7 separate regions of the Mus musculus genome follow, and all the other regions are linked to region 5. Evidence: chromatin contacts called from public HiChIP or PLAC-seq and promoter capture Hi-C data. All regions are on one chromosome and are shown on one strand. Each heading gives the region's core, a stretch centred on a gene start, on an enhancer-like site or on the middle of the called end of the contact. The rest is flanking DNA. Distances are from core to core; before and after follow the strand shown. Region 1 holds the start of Ascl2 (achaete-scute family bHLH transcription factor 2). Region 2 holds the start of Taldo1 (transaldolase 1). Region 3 holds the start of Tspan32 (tetraspanin 32). Region 4 holds the start of Rnh1 (ribonuclease/angiogenin inhibitor 1). Region 5 holds the start of Mob2 (MOB kinase activator 2). Region 6 holds the start of Irf7 (interferon regulatory factor 7). Region 7 holds the start of Phrf1 (PHD and ring finger domains 1).

Region 1 (3,438 bases), core at 191-2,690, 910 kb before region 5:
TACAAAAAACAACTTAGGGAAAGGCAGGGAGGAAACAGGGCAGCAGTGGTCTCCGTACAGTGAGGGTTTGCAGATCAAACCTCCTCAGGGCACCAGGATACAAACTGTTTCCATCTCTTCTGTATATGTGTGCATGCTTGCGTGTGCAAGGATGAGCACAGCAGTGTGTATGGAGGTTGGAGGATATCTTGGATGTTGGTCCTTCCCTTCCAGCCTGTTTAAGATAGACGTTGTTGTTCATTATTGCAGTCCTGGGGCTAGCTGGCCTGGAAGTTTGAAGGAATTCTCTTCTTGGCATCTTGGGTTTCTATGGGTTCTGAGGATTTGAACTCAGGTCCTCACACTTGCACAGCAAGTGCTTTACTTAACAATCTCCCCAGACCAACTGGATTGCTCCAAACAGCAGAGAAGTGACTAGACTTATCCAAGTGCTCTTAGCAGACACCCGGGAAATTTCGACTCACTGCCCACTTCCCACAGCAAGGTTATCAAAAGGCTGGATTAGGATGATACAGCCTTGACGAATCCTGGAGAGTCATGGAACCTGCAGGCAGCCCCACACTGGCAGTACATGCTCCAAGGCAGTGCGAAAGCAGAGAGAAGCCTGGTTTTGGTAGCCCTCCCCCAGTCGGATATTTACAAAGAAAGTAACTCCAGGTTACTACCCACAGGATAGACCACTTGAACCCTATAGGTCTTGCTTGGCTCCCAAGCACCTACCTAGTCCTTTGAGGGAAAAATTGGGCTTGCTACGGCCTTGAGAGCACACTTCTGGGACAATGGGGCAAAACTGAGACTTTGACAAGGTCAGTGCATTTCCCTTCCCCTTCAACCTTCCCTCCACCGGCCTCAGGGGAAGGATGGGACTGAGAGGTCTGCTGGAATCCGAAGAAGTGTTATTGAACAAAAAGTCCAGGAACCGAACAAAAACTAGTCTGGGTAGATTCACCATTAGGAAAAGAGACCCAGACTTGGAGAGCTGGCTGTAAGGTGCAGATGGGTGACAGTGTGAGAAAGGAGTGGACTTGATTGTATTCTCTCAGGTCAGGGCAACCGGTCCTGGGGATTCTTGAAAACACAGAGGCATGGGGTGTGCATGAGGGGCTAAATGGGTACAGGTGCCCAGGAACATGAAATTTCCCATTACTGGTCTGAACCACTCCTCAAGCCCTTCTCACACTCAAGGGGCACAGGTGTGCTCCTGCAATGCGTGGACACCGGGTCCTGGTGGAGGAGCAGGGTGGGGCGGAGTGGGCGTGGAGCCTTGTGCGAGACACTCCCCCATCTCTGGAGCCACGCGCCAGGCGTACGCTTCCTTCTGGCCCCGGCATAGGACCGCGCCAATTGTCATTGGCCAAACGGGCGATCCCAGATTGGCTGAGACCCCGGCTCCCGCCTCCTCCGCCAGGGGGAGGGACGTGGGTGCGGGTTTGAGGCTCGTGCTACCCTAGGGGGTCGCGCTCTTCTGCCTCCTACCTCTTGGTCACCGCAAAGCTTGGTCCGGTTCTTCATCCGGCTGCAAGCGCTAGGTGTGCGGAGACCTGGCAGCTCTTGGGGCTTAAGGGCTGAGCACCAGGACGGGTGGAGGTGCCTGTAGAGTACATTCGGACCCTCTCTCGGACCCTCTCTCAGCCCCTGAGTGTGCGGGACCTGCGGAGCGCAGTTCGGGATCTGCACTCGAGGATTTTTCGAGGACGCAATAAGCTAAGCATCTGCCCGGAGCATGGAAGCACGTCAGTAGGCCATGAACTGCACCCGGGAGGGGTGGGGGTGGAAGCGCACGGTGTCAGCTTTGCAGAATGTGTACGCCAAGGGGAGGGTGAAGCGTGGCGGGAGGGCGAGGCGAAGGAAGGAGGGCGTGAGAAAGGAGGCGGTGGCGGGCGGAGGAGAGTTATCTATACTTTTTAAAAAAAAGGAGCCGCTTGAGCCGCGTAAAGGGAGACTTGGGGAGCGCCTGACAGCACGCGCGGGACACGAGAGTACCACGCTTCCCTACTCTTTCAGACCTTGACTGGTACGGGGTCCCAGGACTGCAGGAGGCCAGCGACGCGTGCCCTAGGGAGTCCTGCAGCAGTGCCCTGCCTGAGGCCCGTGAAGGTGCAAACGTCCACTTCCCACCGCACCCGGTTCCTCGCGAGCACTTTTCCTGTGCCGCACCAGAACTCGTAGCAGGGGCCCAGGGGCTGAATGCAAGCTTGATGGACGGCGGCGCGCTGCCCAGACTCATGCCCACCTCGTCTGGAGTCGCTGGAGCCTGCGCTGCTCGGCGGAGACAAGCGTCTCCGGAATTGCTGCGCTGCAGCCGGCGGCGGCGATCTGGAGCAACCGAGGCCAGCAGCAGCTCGGCTGCCGTGGCACGCCGCAATGAGCGCGAGCGCAACCGCGTAAAGCTGGTAAACTTGGGCTTCCAGGCGCTGCGGCAGCACGTGCCGCACGGCGGCGCCAACAAGAAGCTGAGTAAGGTGGAGACGCTGCGCTCCGCGGTAGAGTACATTCGTGCGCTGCAGCGGCTGCTCGCAGAGCACGACGCGGTGCGTGCCGCGCTCGCTGGGGGGCTGTTAACACCCGCTACTCCGCCGTCCGATGAGTGCGCGCAGCCCTCTGCCTCCCCTGCCAGCGCGTCTCTGTCCTGCGCCTCTACGTCTCCGTCCCCGGACCGCCTGGGCTGCTCTGAGCCTACCTCCCCGCGCTCCGCCTACTCGTCGGAGGAAAGCAGCTGCGAGGGAGAGCTAAGCCCGATGGAGCAGGAGCTGCTTGACTTTTCCAGTTGGTTAGGGGGCTACTGAGCATCCCACCCCCCTAAGGTAAGTTCCAGGACGGCGGGGAGGCGAAGCAGTAAGGGAGACACGTGGTGGGCGGGCCTGACACTTAGCGCCACGGGGACCCTGTGCAGCCAGGACTCAGCTGGGGCGATCACTTGGATTTCGCGCACGCTTCATTTTTCCTCAACCTTTTTCAAGCCTGAGCAAGACCGGCGTTTGTTTGTCCGGGATTGCAAAACTTCCTCTCAGAGCTCTGCTGTGGGTGGGGGAAGGGGAGGCCAGGGGAGGGGAGCGGCCTCAGGGCCGGGCCGGCGAGGTCCCAGTGCTGTCAGAGCCTGGCCGAGTCGGGTGCTGGAGGCGGGGTGAGTTTGCATTGCAAATCGCGTCCTAGGCCGGGGTGCGGAGTGAGTCGGCTGGAGCGGGCCCCTGAGTCACGGCGGGCAGGTTCTGAGCGTGCGCCCCGCCCCCGTCGGCGCCTCTGAGCGGATCGAGGCACCCATGAGTTGAGACTCCAAAACTAATCAAGCAAACGAAACTGCCTACTGCGCCTTGGGAGGTGGGGCGGTGTCCGTACACATTGACACCTTTTATCTTCTTCACAGCTGCATCCCTGGGTGACTCCTGGTGGACCTACCTGCTTCTAGCCCAAGAAACCTGGGCCTATGCCTTACCCATG
Region 2 (3,329 bases), core at 12-2,511, 670 kb after region 5:
CTTACTATGTAGCTCAGGCTAGCCTGGAACCATGTAGCCCAGGCTGGCCTCCAACTCATAAAGATGTGCCTGCCTCTGCCTCCCAAATGCAGGTGTGAGCTACCATGCCTGTCTCTTGCTCTCTTCACAAACATTAGCCGGTAAACTCTGCACTACACACACAGTGGAAAAACCTTAGGACTCCCAGATGGATTTCTGGAAGCTGACGAACACAGCTTGTGTCAGACGGGTTTGCTATTAGACCCACATCAAGTCTGTCCTTTATAGCTAAGCAGCCCAAATATGCCTAATCACTCTCTGCGACTCTCTGAGAGATAAACAATGCACTTACTCATGAGGAATTAAAGCCTGTTTCTCAAGTCACCGTGAGAAAGCAGAAAAGAGCAGAAGTGCTTTTGTACTGAGCTCACACGGAGCATTTCCTGAAAGTCTTTCTCACAGCACATGTGAGATCACCTCCACCACCCTCCAAGGATGAGAGCAAGACTAACAGCACAAGTCTTTCCACCTGTTTTCCGCGTCCCTACCAAGTCCAGGAAAATCTGAGTACTGGAGCTGCGCATGGTGGCACTGCCTGATCCAGCACTAAGGCTAAGATAGAAGGATTACCAGGAGTTCCAGAACAGCCTGTGGCTACACTGTGAGACCCAGTCTCAAAAGAGAAGGAAGTATGACAATGATAACCATTTGATTTAGTGTGTGCAACTGGTCTGACTCCAGCCATGCTGTGTACTGCCCATAGAGAGTAACCAGCTGCATGTGGAAAACCAGTGCAACAGGCTGCAAAAAGCAGATGGTGTCCAGTCTTGCAGACTGCACTGGCTCCAAAGTTGAGCCTGTGTCATCGTAGGGAATTGGGAGTAGGGGTGGGGGCACCCCGGGTCAGGGAGACTTTCTCGGACTACCTCTACCCACCGAGGCTTCGCGCCGGGCTCCCAGGGTCACCAATAGCCCAGGAGCTATTGATCCTTGAAGGTTCCGCAAACTCACCAATCCCAGCTCCAGCGCCCGCGAGGCCCCGCCCCTGACACCCACACCGGTGCTGGTTCCAAAATTGGGGGCGCAGCAGCTTAAATAGGGCGCATGCACCGCGTCCTCTTACCATTGAAATCACCCGTGTCGGCCACCACGGTGGTGAACTGCTTGAGCTGGTCCAAGGCGGACTCCATCCTCTGGCGCTTTACCGGGGACCCCGACATGGCGAAACGCGAACAGCTGAGGCGGTAGCCGGTGCGTGCTAACCCACAATGCCCCGCGCGTCCTGGCCAATCAAAGCAAAGCTAAATGAAGCCTGACGACGAGCCCCGCCCATGTACTTGGAGACCTTGCCATAGACCACGCCCCGTGTCACGGTCGGAGTTCTCTTCCCCAGTAGCGAGTGGTTAGTTTCTACCAGTCCAAGGAGAGTGGATTCTTTGTACCCCTCTAGAGCTCGGATGCGTAGAATGAACAGACAACGGATTCTACTGAGACGCGCGCTCAGTAAGCCTCAGACCCCACGGACTACGGATGGATGGGTGGCAGCGCTCTCGCTCCACACCCATGCTAATCCTTGAGCGGGTCCTTGCCTCCAACTGTGCATTCCCTACAGGGGCTTCAGAAGTGCACCCTTTCTCCAGCTGTGGGACTCCCCTACTCCCAGTTTAGGGACTGGGAGCTGCGCCCTCTCTGCTGATCGCGATAAGTCAAGCTCGGTGCAGCCCCTGCTTACAGGCAGACAAGCTAAAGCACAGTCTGAGAATCAATACAGGTGTATGGCCCCATGGGCGACTTCTGGCAAAGCCACCAGTTTCCGCTTCCCAGATGGAGTGGTTCTGGTGTTGCCTTAAGCTGCTGGGTGATCCTTCCCTTGCCCATGATTTTGCATCTCCCCTGGCTGGAAGTCTGTCTGGAATAAGCAGCAGTTTGAGAAAGTTGAGATGGGGAATTGAATCTTCAGTCATGAATAAAAATAGTAAGGGCAGTTTCTTTTACAGTGTTCCCATTATTGATTTGCAGTTCTTTGAATATGCTGGCTCAAGCTATTACACATATATGTGTATGCCGGATATTTTCTGTTAATATTTTGTTTACCACTCGTCTTAGTTTGCTTTCTATTGCTGTGATAAACACCACCACCCAAAGCAACTAGGCGAGGTTGATTGTACCTTACCCTCCCAAGTAACAATCTATCACTCAAGGACTGCAAGAAAGGCGCCTGGAGAAAACTTCTCACCGGCTTGCCTCCCTTGGTTTGCACAGCCTCCTTTCTTTACAGCCCTGAACTTCCAGGACCACCTGCTCAGGGATGGCACCACTCACCGTGGTGCTATGGGCTTTCCCTTATCAATCATTAATCTTAAAATTAATTTTTTCTTAAAAACGGAGCCAGGCAAGGTGGTACAGACCTTTAATCCCAGCATTCTGGAGGCAGTGGCAGGTGGATTCAAGGCCAGCCTGGTTTACATAGGGAGCTCCAGACTCGCCAAAGGGAAAAAGCCTTGCCGACTGACTTGCTAATCTTGAGGACAGAGGCATTCTCTCATTCGAAGTTCCCTCCTCCTGCAAAATCCGAGCTGTGTCAAGTTGACAAAAAAAAGTAACCAACACACTTTTTTTTTTTTTTTTTTTTTTTTTAGTATCTTTTAAAAATAGATTTTTCTTTGAAAGGAGACTGGCCTTGAACTCTTGGTCTTCCTGCCCCTGCCTTCCAAGTGCTCAGATTACAGGCAGGGGCCACCATACTTGGCTCCAGCTGACTCTATTCAAGTTCACTGGAAGATGGACTTTTATATACTAGGGGCCACAGAGGCTGCCTCTAGGGCAGTGTTTCTCAACTTGTGGGCCACAACCCTTTTGCAGAGGTGGTTGTGGGTGGGGTCAAATATCAGATAGCCCGCATATCAGATATTTACATTTTGGTTCATCATGGTAGCAAAATTACAGTTATGCAGTAACAATAAAAATAATTTTATCTTTGGGAGTTACCTCAAAAGGAGGAACTGACTCCATTGAAAGGTTGCAGCATTAGGAAGGCTGAGAACCATTGTGCTAGAGGACTAGGCTAATTGAAGGGGGCTCCACCTATCAGCTTTCAGGAAGTCACCACCTATCCCAGGGTGGTCATTGTTGGGGAAGCAGATGTTTGTGTCACCTATGCTCCTGTGACAATCATTCACTGGTTCCCCAAGCTGAACAAGGACTCGGTTGTTCCTTTGGTCTGTTATCAGTGCCCTAATTAGGGTAAGTGTTTGTTCATATCTGTTGAGACAATTATTGCCTTGAGTTGAGGGACTACCTCCCACCTACTCCTCCCTTGTAAGGCCCCAGTGACAAAAAATAAAGTTTGA
Region 3 (3,453 bases), core at 737-3,236, 940 kb before region 5:
TCAGATGACTGGGAAAGCCTGGGTGAAACAGGAACAGGGTGGCCATGGGGAGGGCCCTGGGAGGGAGAATCTGGATTAGCCATTGAGGGTTGTGGGGGCACACTGAGGCACCCATATGGAGAACTGGATACGGCAGCAACAAGAGCTTTCTTCTTTGGGGTTGTGAAACGTCTCTTCAATGGCTAGGCAAGGACAGTGGATCTCTGACAAGGAAGCCCAGGTTGCAGAAACAGCTTTAGGGACTGCCTGGTCACTTTTGGTCTTCTAATGAGAAGTGGAATTCACCCAGTCCTGTCTCCAGACCTGGCTAGGTATCAGAACCAAGCCCTTCTGGGGTTTTTAGAGATAACCCCAGGGCAGAGAGGGCCAATTCTCTCTTTCAGGGGCCCTGCAGCACCCAGGTAGAGGTTTTTTTTTTTTTTTTTTTTTTGACTGGTCCAGGTAGGAGGGTCCTGATTGAGCAAGTGGAAGGTCCTGACTGTGTAAGTGGAGGGACTCACTGGTCTATATCCCCTGACCTTTGCTTCTTTCTGGATACTTCTGCTGGGGTCAGGCAGCTCCCTGGTCTTATTCCTCTCCAGCTCTTGTCCCCGTCTGAGGTCTGGGAGCCGGGGTCGTCTGGCAGCACATGGAACTTACCGCAGCCATGAGGCCATGGGCCTCCCTCACAGTGGCTATGGTGCTCAGAGCAGCTCCCAGGCTCAGGAGCCCCGCTAGGCTGATCCCCACATAGAAGGCTGTGGGAAGAGAAAGACAGAGGGTATGGAATCTAGCCTGGGGACTGGGCATAGAGGTTGGATCTGAAATCTATCTACTTTGGGAGTCACAGAGCTAGAACTGACCTTCGGGGAGGTCCCAAAAGGCACATATCTCTGGCTCAAAAGAAGGAATGTCCATAGCCCAATAGCCTGTCCTCCTGAGGCTGAGAAGGAAGGGGGAAGAGAAGGTAGCTAAGAGACAGTACTCTTTCCCCCATTCCTCCTGTCCTCCCTGCCTCACAGACTATCTTTAAGGACATCCCCATACTCTAGTGACAGGTGACAGTGTAGGCTGTACCTTATCAGTGCAGGCCCAGGCCCCAGGCTTCCTGCCTAAGGGAGGCCTAGTGCCTTGGAAGGCAGGGACTGGGGCTACCCATCCCCCATTCAGGGGCCTCAGTTTTCCACTTTTTCCTACTGGGTGGTGACCTTCCTAGATTCCTTGCATTCCTCTTATTAAAGTGGCCTTGTTCTTGTGGAAGTGAGGCACCCTGGCAGGTTGGGTCCTAGCTGCACATTTTCTGCCCTCTGTATATGGTATTCCCTGCCAAGCCCCACAGGCCCACCTGAGTGGGCCCCAGGAGATCCCTGCCCTGAACACATAGATCTGGGCCCTGCCACAGCTTCACCACTGCTATGGGGCAGGCGAATCAAGGCAGGAGTGCCTGCTGTCGCCTAAACCTCCCCACCTTTGTTAGTCCAACCCAGACACTGGGGCTGCCTCTCCCTACTCCTGACCTCTGGTTTTTGGCCAAAGCCAGCTCCTCTGGGCAGCCTAGGGCTGGGGAGTAAGGTCTGTTCCTCCCAGATGTGTTTGGCCCTGGAGCCCTCTCACTTCCACTCCACAGCCATTTCTGGTCTCACTTACCCCAATAGCGCAGTGTTTCATAGGGGTTCCTCTCCAACGATGCATGGCCAATCACAGTAAAGTGGTCTCCAAAGTGAATGACAACCACCATGGTGGCCATAGAGAGGCCCAGCAGCTGAGGGTGAAGTGGGCTCACTGTCAGCGCTGGGGAGTTGCAGAGGCCCCTCACCCTGACAGAATATAGGGTCTGGGCTTCTTAGGCCCCCAGCCTGGCTCCCTCCAGCTTCCTTGGTGCACAGGAACAAGGCAGCTACAGGAGGCCTACATATTTCTGTGGGCAGGCACTCACAGATAGTGTACTACACACAGAGATAAGTAGAAAACACACTAGCCAGTGCCCCATGGTGCTCAGCTCCTCTCCTCTCCTCTCCTCTCCCCTCCCTTCACTTCCTCTCTCCTCCCTTCCTCTTTACTCTCCTCCCTTCTGTGGTTCACCAGTGAGTGGGGACCTCAGACCACAGCAGACACAGTAGGTATCGCTGTGTCCTCCCATCTGAAGACCCAGGAGCTCATATCAAACTGTCTGCAGAGACTCGTCTGCAGTCCCTGACCTGGCAGTCCCAGTCTCTGGGTCCCAAGCAGCACCCCTTCCGGGTAGTCCTTGCACACTCTTAAGTCACCAGCCAACCTAGGTTTTCCCAGGCTCTTCACTGACCCTTGCCTACAAGGACATCAGGTACAGATGTTCACAGTCCTCTAAAGGTGGCCACCAGGGACCCAGAACCAGTCTGAGGGACTGTGGTGTGGCAGGAGGGAAGACCACAGTGCTGGAAGCCCGGGCATGGTGAACTATTTCCTCTCCTGCCTGCCCACCCATCCACTCCTGCCCCACATGCATGTTACCAAGACTAGGAAGTTGGTGATCAGTATCTGGCATTTGGCAATCTTGATTCGATTCCAGTGCCCCATGGTGCTCAGCTCCTCTCCTCTCTGCCCTCGTCTCCTCTCCTCTCTTCTCCCCTCCCTTCACCTCCCCTCTCCTCCCTTCCTCTTTACTCTCCTCCCTTCTGTGGTTCCCCAGTGGGTGGGGACCTCAGACCACAGCAGACACAGTAGGTATCATTGTGTCCTCCTATCTGTCAGCAACCCTTGTAACCTAGTGGCTGTGTTGGGGGAAGGAAGAAGGGCAGGCCGGAAGGGGGGCAGTTTCTATACCAGCTGTTGCTCTGGCCTGGCCCAAGATAACTGGATTTTTGTAGGCATGAGGCCTCCCTTTGGGTAGGCTGGGCTACACTGCAGCATGGGGAGGGGTGGAGTCTTGAGGGGAGCAGAAAGAGAAGGACCTATGGTTATAAGGCATGGCATTGGTTGTAAGGGTGTACTAACCTGTAACTGTCCAGCTACGTAAAAACCTTTAGTGTTTGGTTAGACCTCATGTCCCAAAGTCCTCCTGGGACTAATCCCCAAACAGGACTTCTGCAAGTGGCAAATGTGTCTCATGACCGACCTGATGGCATTAACCAATTCATAACTGGCACAGAGGGGAAGGGTGTGATAGAGTCAAATCTCAGGAAATGTCCAGGGGTTGGGCAAACAGGCATAGGCGTTTCAAGATGGAGGAAGTCTGTTTGTATTGACCTTCGGTGAACTAGCCATATTTGATTGAAAAACAAAAGCAGAGCATGCTTCCCACAGCCAGCACCTGGGAGGCTGAGGCAGGAAGGTATTAGCAAGTCAGAGGCTAACCTAACACACTCAGTGAGACCCCCACCTCAAAATACACAGGCTGGGGACAGGGCTCAGTTGAAGTGTTTGCAGTGCAAGCATGAGGACCTGAGGTCGGATACCCCAGAACCCATGTTAAAGAAGTCAGGCATGGCAGCGCAT
Region 4 (3,223 bases), core at 256-2,755, 890 kb after region 5:
AGAGATAGTTTATTCTGGAGTCATTGTTAGTGACCATGGCCTGAGAACACAGATTTAGGTTACTCCAGATTCTGTGTTCCCATGGAGGTAGTTTCATGACGTTTTGTAGTTTTACAGAAGAAAATAGTAGTAAACAAGGCAAGTTTAAGTACATTGAAGGGTACATCAGAGAGATTGGTACAACAAGAGGAAGGAAGCTTTTCTGTAAGTCCAAGATGCCAACTGATGACATTCTTGGCTTTTGGTTAGTGGAAGCTACTGGTCTGCTAAAGGATTCCAAAAGGATGCTGGGTGTGGTGACACTTGCCTTTCCTACCAGCAGTCAGGGGGAAGAGGAAGCCACATCTCTGTGAGTTGTAGGCCAGCCTGATCACAAGATATTAGTTGCAACACAGGTAGGCAAGGAAGAGCTGTTCTAGAGGGGTAGAACTAGCCCAGGATAAGGCAGCCTCTGGAACTGCACCAGCCCAATTTCTCCACAGCACTGAAACTCTAATCAGCCAGTCTCTGTAGATACAGCTTCTTTTCAGGAATTCTCCTTCATGGCAGCAACAAATAAAGGCTGGCTGGCCAAAGTTTTCCTTCTAATTGGGCAGGCTTTAATCTTTCCCCAAAGAACTGATCCCCAACTTCACAGGTCAGTTGTTGGTATTGGTTCCATGAGGATGGCTCTGCAGCGATGAAGATTAAGCTCTGTCTGTAGTGGCCACTGCACAGGGTTTATGAAGCTGAGTTCCAGCCTCTTTTCTTGCCTGTCTCTTTGCCTCCTTCTCTCCCTTCAGGGCTCCCTGTCCCAGGTCTTTTAGGGAACACAATTCCTGATTTCCTATGCTGGCCTGCTAGACTCTCCTTTACTTGTATTATTAAAGTTCCCGGAGGGACTCAGAACAGCATCTGGCAAATGACAAGTGTTTAACAAACACTTAGGTGGATGGATGCCAGTTCCTTGGCAAGGGTGTGTGTGGCCATTTGTGCAAGAGAGCAGGGCTCCTGAGTGACAAACTCTCAATGCTGACTTTTTCCACAGTGCTAGAATCCCAGCACTCAGGAAGCAAATCTGCATGTTCAAGGCCCTCCTGGGCTACACATCAAGACCTTATTTCAAAAATACAGAAACCAAAAGCAAATCCTATAACTTGGGAGTATGTTACAAAGTTTAAACATGGGCTGGAGGGATGGCTTAGGACACTGCTCTTCCAGAGCACCCAGGTGTAGTTCCCAACACCTGAATGGTGGCCATTCCCCAAGAATCTGATACCCTCTTCTGGCCTTCCTGGGCACGATGCACAGATATATATGCAGATGAAGCATTCATATATAAACGATATTTAAGACAAATATCAGAAATGCTTAGTGACGAAATGCTTGAGAGCCCCATGCATCAGAGGCTCTCGACATCCCAAGCCCTATCCCCAGGGAGAAAGGCTGTTCATAATGAACACTGTTCTAGCCATGAAAACCTGGTCGGCCTGTAGGAGAGATGGGTGTGTTCATACCAGAAGCTCTCATCACAGTCACACCCATTTCGTGGCAGCTGTGGATCATTTTACGTATTTTTAGTCAGGCTCAAAGAAGTGACTCAGGTTTGTCAAGTTCTGTTCCCAAAGTGCAGCCTGCATGTGGGAGGGACAGACCTAGTGGGCGGTCTCCAGTAGGCAAAGTGAAAGGCTAGTTGGGGCCAGAGAAAGAGAAGCGGCGAAAGTCTCTACGCCCCGCCCTGGGCGGAAGAAAACGGATCGTCTGGGACCTCTTGCAGCGGCACCAGGTGAGCAAGGGCCATGTTCCGGGGCGCCCGGCTGCCTTTGAGAGTTTTTTTCGGGTCCCTTCCTGGCCCTCTTAATACGTGGCAGAGCGGCTGGACCAGAAGGTTTGAGGGATCAAAAAATTGGGCGGGGGCGGGATCACGGGCCCGGCGAGTCTCTGAGGCCTGTTCCTCCCTTAGGGTGACACATTTGTGCCTCAGAGGAGCCTTGCTTGGTGCTTGAAGGCTGACCTCATAGCTCCGTCGCCAGCGACCTGTTCGCTCGCTCACTTTAAGGCCCAAAGAGGGTGTCTTCAGATCCTAGGATTAACCCAACAGCTAGGAGCAGCTAGTTAGCAATATCCAATCACATCAAAGCAGAGGCCTGAATCATGCTTCTAAGCCAGGCTGGTGGGACCTCCTGCCTGGTCCCAAGGCCAAACAGGGGGAGGAGTGTGGGAGAAGAACCAGCTGCCTGGGTTCTTTCACATCCCTTGCCCCTGACCTCAGATGATCGTCAGGACTGGCTGGCACCCTGCCTCCCATAAAGTCCAGTCCTGTGCTTTCCTCAAAGGTAGATACTCTAGGACCCTGTAGTCTGTAGTGCATAAGAGAGCAGGTGTGGGTTGCACCTGTGACTAGAAGTACTGTAGCTACCCCACCCCAGTGGCAGTGCCCTAGTGATGACTGGCTTTGGATGACACATCTGATCCAGGCAGTGCTGGTTTTACTCCCTGGCGAGTTGTGGGTGGGGCTAACTGGTTTCTCCATGCCCTGGCTATATGTCCACAGTGAGTTATCTCTGCCGTTGCCTCAGTTTTCCCTGTCACTAGCCCTTGTGTCAATATGTGTAAAGTGCTCCTGGTTAGCATTAAGGGGGTATCCTCCTAGCCCTGGGAAGGAAGGGGAAGACCCCGTTAGTAAAGCCATGTTGTGCCAGGCACTGTAACTTCACACAGAGCTGTTTGCCAGTTTCGGTAACTGTTATAGAGAGCAGCTGAAGTGACTTCTGTTTCTCTTAAACAGAACCTAGTACCGCTCTCCCTTCAGTGCTAGGAGCACAGCACTGATCTCTTCTTTCAAGCCTTCCAGGATACCCACATGCTGTCCAGGCTAGCTTGCTTGACAGATAGTTGCTTAGGAATGTGGAGACATGGGTATTTGTCTCTAGGCCTCAGATACATCCTTCCACAGCCAGTGCCTGTCATGCTTATTCAGGTTGTCAGAGCCTGTAACCTGTTTGTCCCAGCTTTCCTAGTGTGATACACTGCCTGGATCCTTTGCAGGCTGGGCCTGAGCTGGCTGAGGATTGTGAGAAGTTGGTCCTGGCCTGAGTCCCTAGACTCAGAAGGAAGTCACAGAAGCAAAAGCTATAGTGACTGCCTCTGAATACTCTCCTTTTCCCCCAGAGTCCTGTGCCTTCCTGCCCTTAAGGTGGTTGCTTGTGTCCAGGCTTCATGCTCCCTGGCCTTTGACTTTGTA
Region 5 (3,020 bases), core at 148-2,647:
GGGAAGTCATCCAGTATGACTGGGCATCCATAGGAATAGAAACAGAGGAGAACACAGGCCTGATTTTTCTCCTCCTGATATGGTCTTGACTTGGGACTTTTCCCTCTCCAGATCTTTCATTATTATTTCAGTTTCATCTCAGGTATTTTTTGCTGATAAAACTGCAACCCCACCCACTCCCAGTGCCTGACTGTTCATGCTATAAAGAAGGAATGGACTGGACATTTCCCAGCATCCTGGAATGGTTCTTTGGGGAAGGTGAATCCCATTTCAAGTATATGACAGCTGTATTACAGCAGGCAGTTGGCCTGAAGGTGTTATCTGTCTGGTGCCTGATATTCATGACACTCTATTGAAGACACTAGTGAGTTAGGTTGTTGTGATCCTTCTGCTCAACTGTGTGCTCCTGCAAGCATCTCTCCAGTGTAGAGAATAGAGAGTCAGCCTTTCAAAAAGTATTCAATGAGTTCCTAGTACTGGTCAGGCTCTGGAAAGAGCGGACAATAGGAGAGATACCCTGGATCATGAAGAGACTTACTCGCTGGAGAGAAGTATCCTGGATAATAGAGGCTCACCCAGGAGCCAGAGGGTACAGCACATAGAGGAAGGGAACAGATGGGGATTGAAGGGGACAATCATGTCCACTGGGGCGGGCAGCTGGGATGCAAATGAACGGCCAGCAAAGCTAAGGGACACAGAAGAGGCAAGTGTGGTCAGAACAGTTCTGGCAGAGGCACTAGGTGTGGGCAAAAGATGATAACAGTGGGAAGATGGACATCAGGAGGGATGTAAGCAGCAAGGGGTGAGGCACTGCAGAGGAAAGGAACACATCCTGCAGAGCAGAGGAACTCCGATGTTCCAGCCTGGGGGGTCTGGATACTCCCAGGTCTGGGATACTGGGGTCAGGGATACTCAGGTCCCAGGAACTTCAGACTCCCACGGGTCTGTGCATTCCACAGATTCAGGCACGCTGGTGGTAAGGTTCACTCCTGGGGTCAAGGCACTCTATAGTGTCCTAACACTAGAGGTGTGCAACACCGGGGTCACTCTAGAGACACCGGGGGTGTGATACTCCAGGATCCAGGGCACTGCGCAATGACAGGCAGTTTGCGAGTCCGAGGCACTCTGGAGTTCCGGGCGTCTGGGTTTCTGGGGCCCTCTGAAGTTATTCTCACTCTGGTGATCCAGAAACTCTGGATGGTCTTCAGATACAGGATGCTCCTGGGTCTCGAAGCCCCGAGGTTGGCGATGGGGAAAGGTCCTGACACTCCAGAACAGGTACTCGGGACATCGCCGCAGGGGCCGCTGGGACTACGCGTCCCAGCAAGCCGTGCGCGCGTCACGTCCGGCAGCGGGCGGGAGCCATCGAGTGTTTACTTCCGGCCGCCGGCGGGGCTGAGGCCGAGCGAGGCGCGGGCTCCGCGCAGCCATGGACTGGCTCATGGGGTGAGTGGCGGAGGACGGCGTAGCGCGGCGCTGCGCGGGGCGGCGGCGAACGTAGGGAGCGTAGGGCGGCGGGCAGCGGGTTCCAGGAGGGGCCGGGGCACGGAAGGACGGCCAGCCGCTGCGGGGTGCTGGGAGGCCGGGCAGGCGGCCGGCCGGCCGGCCGGCGGGAGAGAGGCCCGGTCCCCGAGGCGCTGTCCCGAGAGGCCGCGGTCCCTCGCCGCGAATCGACGGGCCGCGAGTCGGGCACCTGGCACTGTCGGTCGTCGGTCTTCGCGGGGCCTGCGAAAGTTCTTCCGCCCAAGTGACTTTCTTCCAATTTACTTTTGAGGAGAGTGAGAGGCGGGCGCTCCTAGCCGCGCGCGCTCTCCCGGCGGCTCGGTTCTCGACCCTGTGGCGGTGTCCGCGGCCCTGCTGTGGGGTCCGTATAATCCTGCTGGACCACAGAGAGAGCCGGCCTTCGGCTTCGGCAGTACGAGGGCTGCGCGGGACTCTGGAGATAGAAGCGGGGAAGGCGGAGGAAAGTGTAGTGGTGGCACTGTCAGGACGTCTGAGGCTGTTTGACCTCCCAGTGCTGCAACCTAGGGAGACAGCGGACTAAGTGAGCAGCCCCAGGGATAATCAAGAGACTAAGGGAGGCCGGGAGCCACATAGTGCCACTCAGGACGTTAAGTGTGGGTGACACGGGGGACTAGGCGGAGGCTCATCTTATTTCTTCAAGAGGAAGCCCTGTCACTGGTTCCTATCTGCTTCCTAGCTATGTGGTCCTCTCTAGACTTTTTTGTAATGGATCGTCTGTCAGATGGAAGCTGTGAAATCTGCAGTACAGGTTTACTGAAGGGTTAACTGAGGTAAGGGCCAGCACATGTTTTGCATATGGTAAGCTTGGCAGATGTTATGTCCTGGCCTTTAACAAGGTCTCTGAAGCCCAGGGGTTTTAAGCATAGGACACATATTTGAAACCAGCCTATTCCAGACCATTCTTCCTTTGTGCACTTGTGGAGAGGGCCAGCACTTGACTATAACTTGGCCAAGGTATGGTTTCACTGCAAGTGAACTAGATCTGTCAGCTTGGTGACTGAGGAAGCTGACCACTGCTGTATGTGTAATTTTTCCAGGCTCATACCCATCCAGGTGCTTTTTGCTTGGAGGCTGACCAGAAGCCAGTCGTTAAACTCCTCTGTCCCTCTTTCATAGTATTACTATAAAAGTAGGAAGAATGGAAGTTGCAGAGTGAGCCTTCAGAGGACATCCCCCCGCGCCCCCCCCCCCCCATCTACTCCACTTTGTCTTCTGATCCCTGGTGAGAGCTGACAAAGTAGTCGGGAGTGAAGCCATTTTTTGCTTCAGAGTACCCACTGTTTGCTCAGGGCTGAAACTCTCTCTGTAATTAACCATTTAAGTAGTTTTTCTGTCTGGAAGAATAGGACAAATGTATCATCTTTTATTGTGTCTTGGTCTTGGTCTTTTTCTTAATTCAGACCATCCGATATCAATGAGGGGTTTGGAATGTTTCAAGGTTTGTTTGTTTGCTTGCTTATGTTAAAGTAAAGGTTTTGTTAATTACTTCATGTTGG
Region 6 (3,013 bases), core at 322-2,821, 790 kb after region 5:
ATGTCTATGTGACAGTGTCAAATTTTGGAGTTACAGTTGTGAGCTGCCATGTGGGTGCTGGATTTGAACCCCTGTTGTCTAGGAAGAGCAGTTCGTGCCCCTAACCACTAAGCTATTTCTTAGTTCTAGCTTCTTGACCCAGCTGGAACAAGGACAATTTAATCACTGAATAAAGGACACCCCCTTCCCTAAAGGTCTACCCACTGCAATAAGAAGCTTCTTTGGCCAGGTATGGTGGGTGGCGCACGCCTTTAACCCCAGCACTTGGGAGGCAGAGGCACGTGGATTTCTGAGTTTGAGGCCAGCCTGGTCTACAGAGTGAGTTCCAGGACAGCCAGGGCTACACAGAGAAACCCTGTCTCAAAAAACAAAAACAAAACAAAACAAAACAAAAGATTCTCTGAAGAAGGATGGACACAACCCTTGACTGTGGAGATATATTATATATATTTAGTTGTGTGCCAGAAGAGGGCATCAGGTCCCATTAAAAATGGTTGTGAGCCACCGTATGGTTGCTGGGAATTGAACTGAGGACTTCTGGAAGAGCAGCCAGGGCTCTTAACTATTGAGCTGCCTCTTCAGCTTCCAGGGTCTTACTCTATAACACAGGTTGGCCTCAATCCTTCTGCTTCAACCTCTGTCCAGATGGTATATTCTTCCCAGATGGTATACTTTTGTTGTTGTTGTTGTTGTTTTTTGTTTGTTTGTTTTTTGAGACAGGGTTTCTCTGTGTAGCCCTGGCTGTCCTGGAATTCACTTTGTAGACCAGGCTGGCCTCGAACTCAGAAATCTGCCTGCCTCTGCCTCCCAAGTGCTGGGATTAAAGGCGTGCACCACCATGCCCAGTTTACTTTTTTTTTCAGATTTATTTATTTATTATATGTAAGTACACTGTAGCTGTCTTCAGACACACCAGAAGAAGGAGTCAGATCTTGTTACGGATGGTTGTGAGCCACCTTGTGGTTGCTGGGATTTGAACTCAGGACCTTCAGAAGTGCAGTCGTGCTCTGACCTGCTGAGCCATCTCACCAGCCCCCAGATGGTATATTCTTATCTGTACCATTCTCAGTGTTAAGCCAAATTGTACCATAGTCTCTCTTTAGACTCCACTTTCTAAGATTTTTTTCAGCCAGCTAAACAAAACAAATAAACAAACAAAACCTACTGACTGTTGTGGGTATCCCTGCCTTGTCCCAATGTGCTTTCCTGAAGAGGTCCTGGGGAAAGACCTTTCCCACACTTCCACCAGGGGCTGAGCCTGGCAGATAGACCTCCACCTACTTACTATTCTTACTGTCCTCCAAGACATGGCTGTTCTGTCCAAAGCAGGGTCAGCCTCTCTCATTGAATCTACAAAGAGCCTGGAAGACTGAATCTGAGAGAGTGATCAGTGAAGGGCAGTGAAGAGAAGCTGGGGGGTGGGGGGGGAACAGGAGGGAAGGATTTGCAATTGAGTGCTACAAACTAGTGACACCCTAGTGACGTCTGGAGCCCTTAAGCCACACCCTGCCTGGGCTCTGCCCCGCCTCTGCCCGAAGTACTATAAAAGCACTGGCACCCTCCTTTTCACTGAGATAAAACCCGTCCCGGCGGCTCCGGTACCAGGTATGTGGGACTCTTGGGCCACTCGGGGAGGGAGGTGAGCTAGTGCCACAGGGGAAATTCTTGTCCCCTCTACAGAGTAGTGAGTGATCAGTGAAGGGCAGTGAAGAGAAGCTCGGGGGAAACAGGAGGGCAGACGTCCCGGCAGGATTTGCAATTGGGTCTGCAGGGATTGGGATCTGAGTAAGGGTCGGGTGTAGTTTGAGGACTGCACTGGTAGGCATGGAGACAGTGGAGACAGCGGGAAGCCAGCAGCTACCGGGCGCTGTTTAGACTGTTTAGGTTTCATTTTCCTGAGATGCAGTTTCGTTTTACTCGTCTGGGCCCGCCCCTTTTGTGTCTTCGCAGGGTCCAGCCTGTGACAGCCCATCCAGGCTCGGACGCTGGATTAACACCTGTGACATCACGTGTGCGCTCCCGCTACATCTGTAGTCACATCTACAGCCACCTTGGCAGAGGAATCTACACTGAGTTCTGAACCTAGGTGACCACAAGTTCTCAAACCTCATCTGTGACCCTCAACACCCTAATACCTGGGTCACACTTGTGAAACTGAAATTCCTACCTGTTACCAACACTTGTAACGTTTAAAACACATTTGTGAAACTTGGTCACACTATCTGTGGCTACAACCTAAAACCATAGAGGCACCCAAGGGGCCTTATTTGCAATAGCTGACTGCTCCAGTGACTACAAGGCATCACAGAGTAGTAGCATCTACTTTGATTCTCCCAGACTGCCTGTGTAGACGGAGCAATGGCTGAAGTGAGGTGAGAACATGTCTACCCTGGTTGTATTGGGTCCTGTGTCCCTTACATTAGCCCTAACCCCAGCGTGGCTGCTCTGCCTGCAGGGGGGTCCAGCGAGTGCTGTTTGGAGACTGGCTATTGGGGGAGGTCAGCAGCGGCCAGTACGAGGGGCTGCAGTGGCTGAACGAGGCTCGCACAGTCTTCCGCGTACCCTGGAAGCATTTCGGTCGTAGGGATCTGGATGAAGAAGATGCACAGATCTTCAAGGTGGTACCCAGTCCTGCCCTCTTTATAATCTGCCAGAACTCCTGGGGGAATCCAGCCTCAACCCATGCTCTCTCCTCTCCTTCAGGCCTGGGCTGTGGCCCGAGGGAGGTGGCCACCTAGTGGAGTTAACCTGCCACCCCCAGAGGCTGAGGCTGCTGAGCGAAGAGAGCGAAGAGGCTGGAAGACCAACTTCCGCTGTGCACTCCACAGCACAGGGCGTTTTATCTTGCGCCAAGACAATTCAGGGGATCCAGTTGATCCGCATAAGGTGTACGAACTTAGCCGGGAGCTTGGATCTACTGGTGAGCAGTGCCACAAACAGGGATGGGCCAGGGAGGTACATGGCCTCTGTCATTTTGGTGGTTTCAATGGTTTGATTTGTGGTTTTTGAAACT
Region 7 (3,321 bases), core at 680-3,179, 830 kb after region 5:
TGGCCCAGGCTGAAAGGCAGAAGATGCTGGGCTGTCCCTCTCCTGACTTTGTCAGCTGGAACACCTGCTAGTCCTCCTTTGCAAGCCTGTAAGAACAATGTTTAAAAGACTTCCTGTCTTCACTCTTCTGACTTTGAGGCCAGTCTGGTCTACAGAGCAAGTTCCAGGATAGCCAGGCCTACACAGAGAAACCCTGCCTCAAAAACAAAAGAGAGAGAGCCAGGGAGTTGTGGCACACCTTTAATCCCAGCACTTGTGAGGCAGAGACAGGCGGATTCTAAGTTTGGGACCAGCCTTGTCTACAGAATGAGTTCCAGGACAGCCAGGGAGACACTGAGAAACCCTGTCTCAGAAACAAACAAACAAAACAAAAAACAAAAGAGAGAAAGAAGGATCATAAATGTCACTAGATATGACCTTCCTTCTGTACCAAGCTCTAGTTCCCCAAATAAGAACCTATTCATATATGTGGTCTTTACTCCTCTGTGCCACCTAACTTTCCCAGTTACTTCCAGAGGAAGCCCCTTTCACAGAAAATTCATTCAAAAACTCACTAGCCTATCCTGTGGTACCCTATGCTTCCCACCAAACCTAATGTCCACAGTCAGAGAAAAACAAAACAAAACAAAACAGCATAAGAAAGCTGAAAAATAGGGCTCAAGATCAGGGGCCCCAGATCCTAGAGGTCCATCGGCCTCAAGAACACACAGGCTATCCACTCAAAGCCACAGGGAAGGGCGAAACCCTTCTCCAAGAGGTCAAAGGCCAGGAGAAGAGCTGATGGTCTCTAAACACAGAGGGCATAACTTAAGGAATGTCAATTGTCACATGTTGCTCCTGCCTGGGAACAGTAAAGGGAGAAGAGTTCTGATAAACTATCTTACGTCTACCTGGTGCTCAGAGAATTTGCCACAGACTCCTGCTGAAACACACCGTCTCTGATATTAGAAAATGCAGACTGAGATAGACACAGAGCTTTGGCCCATTCATGACGGGGACCTCGGTCATGGTCCCAGTTTTCAGAAAAGAGGAGCTATAAGGAACTCTGTGAACCTCACTCACACAAGTCTTGGCTTTCTCTCAGTGCTGAGTGACGCCACAGGTTGCCCTTTTCACTCAGCATTCTTCCCAGAGGAATGAGTATAGAGTGGTCTATGGGGAGAAAGGAGGAATGCCGAGCTGCAAGTCAATCTCAAACTCCAACTGTGCTTCCAACCACTGGCCAAGATGACAGTCGCCAGACACGTTACTGTTTTCTGTTGCAGAGTACTCCTTTCAAGACACGATGGGAGCAACCCGGGGTTCAAACACAAGACAGGAAGACAGGTTTGAAAGCAATGTTGGCTCTGCCACTCTGCAGCGATGTAACACTGACAAGTGACTTTACCTCTCCGAACTATGGCTGTAAAGCTCCGACAGTGGTGCCTACTCGAGAATGCTGGGAGGGCTCCTCGAACTAAGGAAAACGATAATCGCGACATCAAGCACAATTTGGGCAAGTTCAGATGGTGCTGGCCAGGGCGAGGGCCATCAGGACAGAAAACCAGGTAGCTAGGGGTCACACCTTTCTTATGCACCAGTCCAGGTTCCCGCATGACCAGACAGGTGGCCGGCACCACGCCCATGGGCCTCCCGGTCGCAGCCGGACGTTCCGGGGCTCAGCTCGAGGCCTCAGCCACCCTCTCGTCCTCCGGACCGACCCGCGGCCAGAGCGACGTAGGCCTAGCCGGCCCGGAAGGCCACAGACAAAGCGTACGGCCACCATAGGTGGCCCGCGCGGCCGGACGCGACAGGGACACCGGGCCAGAGCGGCTACCGCACGTACCCGGGAACCTCGCGCCTCCCGGACGCTCCTAGACGATCCCGCCTCTGTCCGAACACGACCGCAAGTAGGCCGGTCAGCCGCCGCCGCCGTCGCCGCGCGCTCCCCGACCCGGAAGTGCACCCATACTCTTCCGGAACTTTCTGCCCTGCCCGTTGGTGGAAACTACTAAGGCCAAAACGGGGAGGAACTCGCGGCGGAGGATGACGAGACGTTAGCGCGTCCCCTTCCTCTCAGAACACCGACTAGCCCATCACAAGTACTGTCAGAGGAGAGCAGTGTTTTGCTGAGCGTGTGCTGTCCGAGCTCTCACCAGTGCACTAAACCAGGCTGTGGGTCTCACCTCCATGCAGTTGGTACAGTCCGACTCCCCATCCGCCGCGATGAATGGGAGCGGCCCCGGGACCACGTCTCCGCCCACAACCGTCCCGCCCTCCCGTGAGCGCCTCCTCCTGGTGGCTGGACTTAACTGCAGCCCGCGGCTGGAGGAGCGCTAGAGAAAAGCTTCAGGATGTCCCCTGGGTCTTCAGGTTCCCTTCCAGTATGCAGTTAATCATGATGGATCCTGTATATACGAGCTCCTCCGTCCCCTTCAGCCCGGCGAGGAGAGGCACAGTAACTTGTGAACACCGTGAAGAACTTAATTGTATGGCACAGATAATTAATAGAAAGAACAGAACTAGAGGTTACCGCCTGGCAGTAGGACACTTTCTTGCCTAGTACGCATAAAGGCCTGGTGAGAGGGGTCAAAGTATGGAGCATAATAGGATTAGGGGAAGAACCATGAGAGGACTCAGGGAAAATTCAGACCCACAAAACTGAGACTGACCTAGAGGCTGAGGGGATCAGAGGACACTGAGGTACTAAACAGGTGGCAATCATGGCTCACTGGACTCAACTGCCCATTTTGTGGTCCAGGGACCACTGTGGCTCAGAAGGGATGGCTTTTGATAGGAATAGAAGACAGACTGTAGCCGGGCAGTGGTGGTGCACGCTTTTAATCCCAGCACTTGGGATGCAGAGGCAGGCAGGCGGGTTTCTGAGTTCAAGGCCAGCCTGGTCTTCAGAGTGAGTTCCAGGACAGCCAGGGCTATACAGAGAAACCCTGTCTCGAAAACAACAAGAACAACAACAAAAAAAAAAAAGGAAAGAAAGAAAGAAAGAAAGAAAGAAAGAAAGAAAGAAAGAAAAAAAAAAAAAGAAAAGAAAAGAAAAGAAAAAGAAAGGAGGAGAAGACAGACTGTAGATTTACTGAGAAACTGGATGAGAGGGGCAGGGAGGAGAGGGAAGGAAGAATATGAAGATGAGGAGATAGGAGTCTACTTAGAAGAGGGAAAGCTAGGGTTATCCCCAGAGAGCAGAGGACAAAAGGCTGCCTTGGAGATAAAATGTGGTGGTAGTGGGGACCAGCTTTGGAACCTGGGACTTTCAGTGCTAAAAAGTCCAGATTCTACAAAGAAACTCAAGGGTAGGGTACTGAAGAAAACAAGAAAAGGAGA

The links. Promoter capture Hi-C pulls out the DNA fragments that hold promoters and counts their contacts. HiChIP or PLAC-seq counts read pairs in DNA pulled down with a chosen protein or histone mark.
Region 1: a contact with region 5 is called in a promoter capture Hi-C map of liver, with 2.3 times the contacts expected there. The contact joins the promoter of Ascl2 here to the promoter of Mob2 in region 5. A contact is called at or near these places in 6 of 39 promoter capture datasets (cranial neural crest, embryonic stem cells, hippocampal neurons and 2 more) and 1 of 115 datasets of contacts at active chromatin or transcription factors (microglia).
Region 2: a promoter capture Hi-C map of pre-B cells shows a contact between it and region 5, with 6 times the contacts expected there. The contact joins the promoter of Taldo1 here to the promoter of Mob2 in region 5. A contact is called at or near these places in 1 of 39 promoter capture datasets (pre-B cells), 1 of 484 Hi-C or Micro-C datasets (B cells) and 1 of 115 datasets of contacts at active chromatin or transcription factors (pancreatic cancer cells).
Region 3: a contact with region 5 is called in a promoter capture Hi-C map of fetal liver, with 2.4 times the contacts expected there. The contact joins the promoter of Tspan32 here to the promoter of Mob2 in region 5. A contact is called at or near these places in 3 of 39 promoter capture datasets (the C10 cell line, erythroid cells and fetal liver) and 2 of 115 datasets of contacts at active chromatin or transcription factors (memory CD8 T cells and pancreatic cancer cells).
Region 4: a contact with region 5 is called in a promoter capture Hi-C map of pre-B cells, with 3 times the contacts expected there. The contact joins the promoter of Rnh1 here to the promoter of Mob2 in region 5. A contact is called at or near these places in 2 of 39 promoter capture datasets (liver and pre-B cells).
Region 6: an H3K27ac HiChIP or PLAC-seq map of microglia shows a contact between it and region 5, with 4 times the contacts expected there. The contact joins the promoter of Irf7 here to the promoter of Mob2 in region 5. A contact is called at or near these places in 1 of 115 datasets of contacts at active chromatin or transcription factors (microglia) and 1 of 9 other capture datasets (adipose tissue).
Region 7: a contact with region 5 is called in a promoter capture Hi-C map of pre-B cells, with 2.4 times the contacts expected there. The contact joins the promoter of Phrf1 here to the promoter of Mob2 in region 5. A contact is called at or near these places in 3 of 39 promoter capture datasets (fetal liver, liver and pre-B cells).

Annotation. Positions count from the first base shown.
Region 1 is chr7:142,967,266-142,970,703 of GRCm38.p6, reverse strand. Ascl2 (achaete-scute family bHLH transcription factor 2) reads left to right here and starts at 1,440. Exons shown (of 3, transcript NM_008554.3): 1 at 1,440-1,733; 2 at 2,005-2,804; 3 at 3,365-3,438. The coding sequence starts at 1,724. The coding sequence ends at 2,786.
Region 2 is chr7:141,390,092-141,393,420 of GRCm38.p6, reverse strand. It overlaps Taldo1 (transaldolase 1), which reads right to left and starts at 1,261. Exons shown (of 8, transcript NM_011528.4): 1 at 1,103-1,261. The coding sequence starts at 1,199.
Region 3 is chr7:143,004,192-143,007,644 of GRCm38.p6, reverse strand. Tspan32 (tetraspanin 32) reads right to left here and starts at 1,986. Exons shown (of 8, transcript NM_020286.3): 1 at 1,627-1,986; 2 at 640-737. The coding sequence starts at 1,726.
Region 4 is chr7:141,167,218-141,170,440 of GRCm38.p6, reverse strand. It overlaps Rnh1 (ribonuclease/angiogenin inhibitor 1), which reads left to right and starts at 1,505. Exons shown (of 10, transcript NM_145135.3): 1 at 1,505-1,765.
Region 5 is chr7:142,059,411-142,062,430 of GRCm38.p6, reverse strand. It overlaps Mob2 (MOB kinase activator 2), which reads left to right and starts at 1,397. Exons shown (of 5, transcript NM_028308.2): 1 at 1,397-1,446. The coding sequence starts at 1,430.
Region 6 is chr7:141,264,982-141,267,994 of GRCm38.p6, reverse strand. It overlaps Irf7 (interferon regulatory factor 7), which reads left to right and starts at 1,571. Exons shown (of 10, transcript NM_016850.3): 1 at 1,571-1,605; 2 at 1,951-2,372; 3 at 2,456-2,618; 4 at 2,704-2,920. The coding sequence starts at 2,359.
Region 7 is chr7:141,227,396-141,230,716 of GRCm38.p6, reverse strand. Phrf1 (PHD and ring finger domains 1) reads right to left here and starts at 1,929. Exons shown (of 18, transcript NM_001081118.1): 1 at 1,826-1,929. It overlaps Gm51460, which reads left to right and starts at 1,101. Exons shown (of 1, transcript XM_030243134.1): 1 at 1,101-2,511. The coding sequence starts at 1,506. The coding sequence ends at 1,994.